Linked DNA regions of Zea mays: region 2 is linked to region 1. Evidence: chromatin contacts called from public Hi-C data. All regions are on one chromosome and are shown on one strand. Each heading gives the region's core, a stretch centred on a gene start, on an enhancer-like site or on the middle of the called end of the contact. The rest is flanking DNA. Distances are from core to core; before and after follow the strand shown.

Region 1 (2,700 bases), core at 193-2,692:
AAAATGCGCAGAAACAGCCCAACCAAGATAAAAGGGACATATTGAGTAGGAAATGGACTTTGGGTCAATTCAACATTTGGATAAGTTCTAAAAGACCTTACCAACATTTTAGAACATATATAGTGGAACAACTGAAAGTTCAAATTTAGGATTTGGTGTTCCAGGGGCCATTTGAAGATGAGAGAAACAGAGCAAAAAATGAATTAGAAACACACACGGGGCTTGGTCCGCCAAGCGTTGGACCCGATGAATGGCATGCTAACGTTGAACTATGTATTTTTGTGGGTCGTCCGCTTTTTTATCAACGAAGTATTCAAATGATATTTTGCGAGTATTCGAGGCAATATTATTTTTTTGTACGGTGACAGTACCATGCATCTTTGGTAAGTAAAAGAGCCAAAAGCTACAAGTAAATGAAAAAAAACTAGAGACCACGAGAGCCAATGCCATTAGAGAAAATAAATCAGTTCAAATTCGGCCTTTGATTAGTTTGCTCAAGCTCAACATATATAAGGGACACAGGCGGCACGTTGCCGTTGCCACGCAAATCAGTGTCGTGCACATGCATGCCGGCCGGCCGGCCCCACACCATGTCGTGGAGTTCAATTTTACACGTTACTACTACTTCTAGAGAGCTAGAGGGATAGAGAGATCTTGGATAAGACTACGGGATTTGCATTCGTACGGTACGGTGTGCCTGCCTGCCTGCCTCGGATCTCGCGCCCTCCAATCTCGCATAGTCGCATGTGAGTGCCTCCTAGCGCTGAGGCACGGCGCCAATACGGTCACGGTTTTTTTTAATTAATTAGTTACCAGACACCAGAGAGAACCGTTCTGCAGAGATCTTAATGGGATGTCGTTCTTTTTTGGTTATAAAAGATGCATGCAGCATGCACTGCCATAAGGCTTCGTGAGTCCAATGATAGCCTCGCACTACTGTTCTAGATCTACTTGAGCTAATCAGCTGCTTCAATTCGTGTGCATTAGCAGCTAGCTCGCTCGATCGACCGAGCGTCAGTCAGGCGCGCGCAGCTGATCTGCAGACCAGAGATATATAGCAATTCTCTCTGTAACTCACGCTGGATTTAACAGCGTCAATAATTGGGCCCTAGCTTGCATTGGAGACGATGGCGCATTAATCAGTTAACCCTACTGCTAGTACTGCTCGTGCTCGGTTCGTTATTAATCAATTAGGTTAGGTACGGTGCGCTAATTAATCGGATAAGCGGGCCGGGCAAAGTTAGAGGAAAGGTAATGACTCAAATAAACACTGTCTGCTTGTCTGGCTAGCTAGCCTGCTGCTCCTAGATGAATTAGGTTAACTACTGTGTGTTGGGATTTGGATATGCATGGCTCCAGCAGTCACACCTCTATACTAGATAGCTAGCTAGGTAGCGTAGAGGGTGATGCAGGCAGGCCAACTTGCGTCGTCGTCGTCCGGTACCTAGCTGGTGGTTGTTACCAGTCACAGCAGCGGATGCAGTTCGCAGAGATCGACAGGACAGGAGTGGTCGTTGTCTGGTTGCGGCCTGTCCATCGCCCATGCATCGGCAGCCTGCATGATGAGGTATCCGATGCTAATTTGGGATGCTGCTACCGCTTGGAGCATAGCATACGTACTGCGCGCAGAGAGATACGCGCCGTCCGTCGTCAACCCTAACGACGACAGGGGATTATTGGCGTTAACCCTGCTAGCTCCGGCCTCCTGCTCCACATGTACTTTATACGCGTCTATTTAGCCGGTACGGTGCGACGCGAAGCTGAACTGGGGTCTCTCCCCCTGACTAGCTAGCCGGTCCACGTGTCAGTTAGATTGTATCCAATACAGTACAACAATTAAATAAAAAAAGATACTACATATTACGATACCATCTTAAAATTTTATTCTAACATATCTAAATGCAACCGATTTGCGAACACGTCATGGTTACAGTATGTTCAATACTCTTTCCTAGACTATTGACTCATATATTGACTACTACTAAATATATTCTACCCTATATATTTTTATTTTTTTTATTTTGTCTCTCGAAATTTTTGTGGTGTGTTCCTACACTATGTAGACCTACATGTATCATTTGTGGACAATTTTAACAGAGTTTTCAATCGTTAGTAGATTTAGTTCGTTTATTTGAATTTCTTCGGAAAATTTAGATTTGAACTGTAGGTCACTCGAAACTTGGAAAACCGTGCATGCAAAAATGATATTCATGTTACTTAGCATAAGTTACGACCGATTCCAGGAGCGGACCGGAAACTTCGAGCAACATGCTCACTAAACATGACCGTGAACTTGCCATACACATGTTTAAAAATTGTATAAAACACAAACAAAGTCAGAAAATCCTGAAACTTGTCCACTTGTCATGATATCATATGTACAGGCCGCGATAAAAATTTTAGAATGTTTGGAGAAAGTTGTGGGACACTATGTGTAGAAACCTAGGAGAACTACACATGAAATCATAGAGTTTCAATGTAGTTCTCCTAGGTTTCTACACATAGTGTCCCACAACTTTCTCCAAACATTCTAAAATTTTTATCGCAACCTGTACATATGATATCATGACAAGTGGACAAGTTTCAGGATTTTCTGACTTTGTTTGTGTTTTATACAATTTTTAAACATGTGTATGGCAAGTTCACGGTCATGTTTAGTGAGCATGTTGCTCGAAGTTTCCGGTCCGCTCCTGGAATCGG
Region 2 (3,024 bases), core at 255-2,754, 72 kb after region 1:
GGGATACTCAAGCCCGCTAGTAGAAGAACCCAAGCCCGCTAGTTTGTAGTTGTAGCAATAACCTTCCCAGCTACTACCACTACTGTACTAGTACCTGCAGCCATGAAAAAAACAAACAGAACAATCGGGCTGTCAGGCGATGCGGACGGATGGGATGGCACTGGACGGCCAGGATGGACCCATAATTGGCGCAGAGCGCAGGCCTGCTGGAAATTACCAGCCAGGGCCCTGCCGCACGGTGCATACGGCAACAATAATATGCTCGGGACCCACCTGGCAGCGGCAGGGGTCCCAGTGAAAACTGAAAAGGCCTCATAGTATGTATGTATACATAGAGTCATAGAGAGAGGGGGTAAAATTAAGGGAGGGAACGAGGACAGAGAGAGGAATTAAAAGCACCGCCTGTCGTTGCTAGCCATGACACAGGCCACATGAAGCACCCAAGGAGCCAGCCAGTTAAAGCTTCCTTCCAAACTCCTATTTGGCCGCACCAGTTCTTTTTTTTTTTACACCACCGACCGCGCGCCTAGCCTCCCTTTCACCATCGCCACGTACTTGATTTGTTTCCGTCAGTTTTAATTTCTCGTAGCCGACGAATGGCAAGCAGTGTTAAAGCTTAGCGGTCCGTTCCTGTAGTTACAGTGATCAATTGCAAATGCGGCACGGAAACTAACTAGCCACCGGAGGAAATGACGTAGTATGTGGTTATTACTACTACTCTACTAGCATATTGATATACTGTATACATTAATGGGTATGTACAGTGACGCACAAATTAAAAGGAGCAGCAGTTAGTAGTTGGAGGCCAGGACACATAAACGCGCACCACCACCACCACGCCACCAAAGCCAGAGATCGAGAGGCGGGGAATTGATTAGATCCATCTAACCCCCTTGGAAGCTAGCACCGATTATGACCAGTGTGCCTTGTACGACACAGCTGAGTCTGTGCATATGCAATGGTTTAGCACTGCCTACGCATGCACAGACAGACAGATGAGCTAGCAAAGTAGTACATACTACAGCGGCATGCATTATTTCACACACTTGGCTACGGACGGGACGACGATGCAGAGAGCACGCCGCAAGGGTTTAGGAACATTCTCGCGTCGTGTTGTGCGCGGGCTTGTTTTATTTGTGTGGCTCGATCGACGATCGGTCACCGGCGCTGTAAAGTAAAACTCTCCGGCAGCGCACCGGCCGGCGGCGTATACGTCCCATCTGCCCACCCTCTGCCTGTTGCTCAGCTGATCCATGGCATCTCGTCCGTATATTAATAAAATTAAAAACCCTGTATGTTTCCCTGGTGCGCAGGCAGTGCGTGATGGAGATGGATGGGACGAGGTGCGATCTACTCGATCCTAATTAAGGCCTAAAAGTTTCACCGCTGGCTCTCTCTCTGGAATTCCCTCTCTCTCTCTCTCTCATATTCGCCCCCCCACCACAATGATATGCACCACCCCTTCCCCTTGCCCCTCCCCTCCCTCTCTCCTCTAATGTCATGCGGCCTTTTGTGTTGCTGTTGCAGCTGCCTGCCTGCCTGCATATAATTCTGTTGCCTTTAGCTGCTTGCTTGCTCATCTCTCTCCCCATTGCCACCATCATCACCTCCATATCCCCTCGCCATCACGCCTGCCTGCCTGCCTCCCTCCCTCCCTCCTCCTTTGCACTACCGCCGCTACAAAAGAGCACACCGCCTGCGACCTAGTGCTGCCCTGTTCGTCACAATTCACGTACACGACGACGAGACGACCCCTGCGGGCAGATCTTATCTTCCTTGACCTAGCCAGTTGTGCAGGCGCCTCGGGGGCCGGGGCCTCTCCATCTGAGTGTTAGATTACCCACCCGATGGGCGTCGAGCTCGACCTCTCCGACTTGGCCGTGCTCCGGCCGGTCCAGACCGCGGCGGCGGGCGACGGCCCGGACGCCGCCGACACGGGCTGCGTCACGCCGACGGCCGCGAGCTCCCTTCTGCCGCGCCTGGGCCTGGGCGGCGGCCTACTGGACATCGACTCCGCCGCGTGCGTGACCCCGACGGCGTCGCCGTGCCTGCTGCGGCCGGCCACGGTGTGCCCTCCGGCGCCGCGGAAGCCGGTGGCGCCCGGCAGCAAGAGGAGGAAGCGCTGCTGCCGCCTGCAGCGCGCCTTCTTCTTCCCCGTGCCGCTCGACCTCTCCACGGTGTTCGTCCCGCGCGGCGCCGCCGCCGCCCCCGCGGACAGGTCCTCGCCGCCTCCTAGGGCCGCCAAGAAGATCCGCCTGCACGTTGTGGGCTGAAGCCGTGCCGCGCCGTGCCGTGCCGCCGGGCGCCTGCTGGCTCGTCGGAGCCAGACACAGCTAGCTAGCCCACGCGCGGGATGCATGCATGTCCATTGCCACGCCACCACGCGCGCGCCATATGGTTTCTTCTCCACCACCAGTACTGATCAGTTGCGGCGGGCGGGCGGGCGGCAAGCCATCATTGGCCGTTCGCTGCGAGTGCGATCGATCGAGGACAAATTATAATTCTTGGCTTCCTGACAAGACACAAGGCACGATCGGAAGGCAGGCAGGCCGGCCGGCCGGACAGTACAATCGCCACGCCACGCGCCAACGTTTTCATCAGAGGTTGTTACCGAGTGGGTAGTAGTGAGAGCACTTTGATCGATCGATCGATCGAGCCTGAATCTGAATAACCGAATTGTAAATACCGCCACATTATTGTTGGCTGCACATGGTTGTCTTGGCGCGCGTGGAGGGTATAAAAAGGCCGCAGTTCGTCCTGGGGATTTTTGGATTCACTGGCCGCAAGTCCGCTGCCTGTTACTGATCGGTCTGGCCGGCGGCGAGCGTAAACTAGAAATTCTCTGGTGCGTACGTCAGTCATCTTATTGCTTGCTCTGGCGTGTAGTGTAGTGTAGTATCTTCTGTTCCCCTTCGCAGGTTCCATTAATGTTACTTAAGCGCGGTTTAGCACAGATCATCCCTGCTTTCAGAAGGGCCGGGGGATATATCGGAAGAGGGTCCTGACGCGAGAGCTTCCAGACTA

Evidence for each region. Hi-C and Micro-C count contacts between places; a contact is called where the count stands out from the background.
Region 2: a Hi-C map of endosperm shows a contact between it and region 1, with 2.9 times the contacts expected there. The contact joins the promoter of LOC100278847 here to the enhancer-like site in region 1. A contact is called at or near these places in 3 of 25 Hi-C or Micro-C datasets (ear, endosperm and tassel).

What each region holds. Positions count from the first base shown.
Region 1 is chr9:111,248,064-111,250,763 of Zm-B73-REFERENCE-NAM-5.0, forward strand. No RefSeq gene overlaps it. Among protein-coding and RNA genes, the nearest start is that of LOC109942375, 50 kb to the left of the region's middle. Within about 2 kb of position 1,443, at least 19 of the 20 cell types and tissues checked have an H3K27ac peak or open chromatin away from gene starts, as enhancers often do. A contact at or near this core is called in ear, endosperm and tassel, where this site is marked.
Region 2 is chr9:111,320,116-111,323,139 of Zm-B73-REFERENCE-NAM-5.0, forward strand. It overlaps LOC100278847, which reads left to right and starts at 1,505. Exons shown (of 1, transcript NM_001151989.2): 1 at 1,505-2,725. The coding sequence starts at 1,848. The coding sequence ends at 2,273.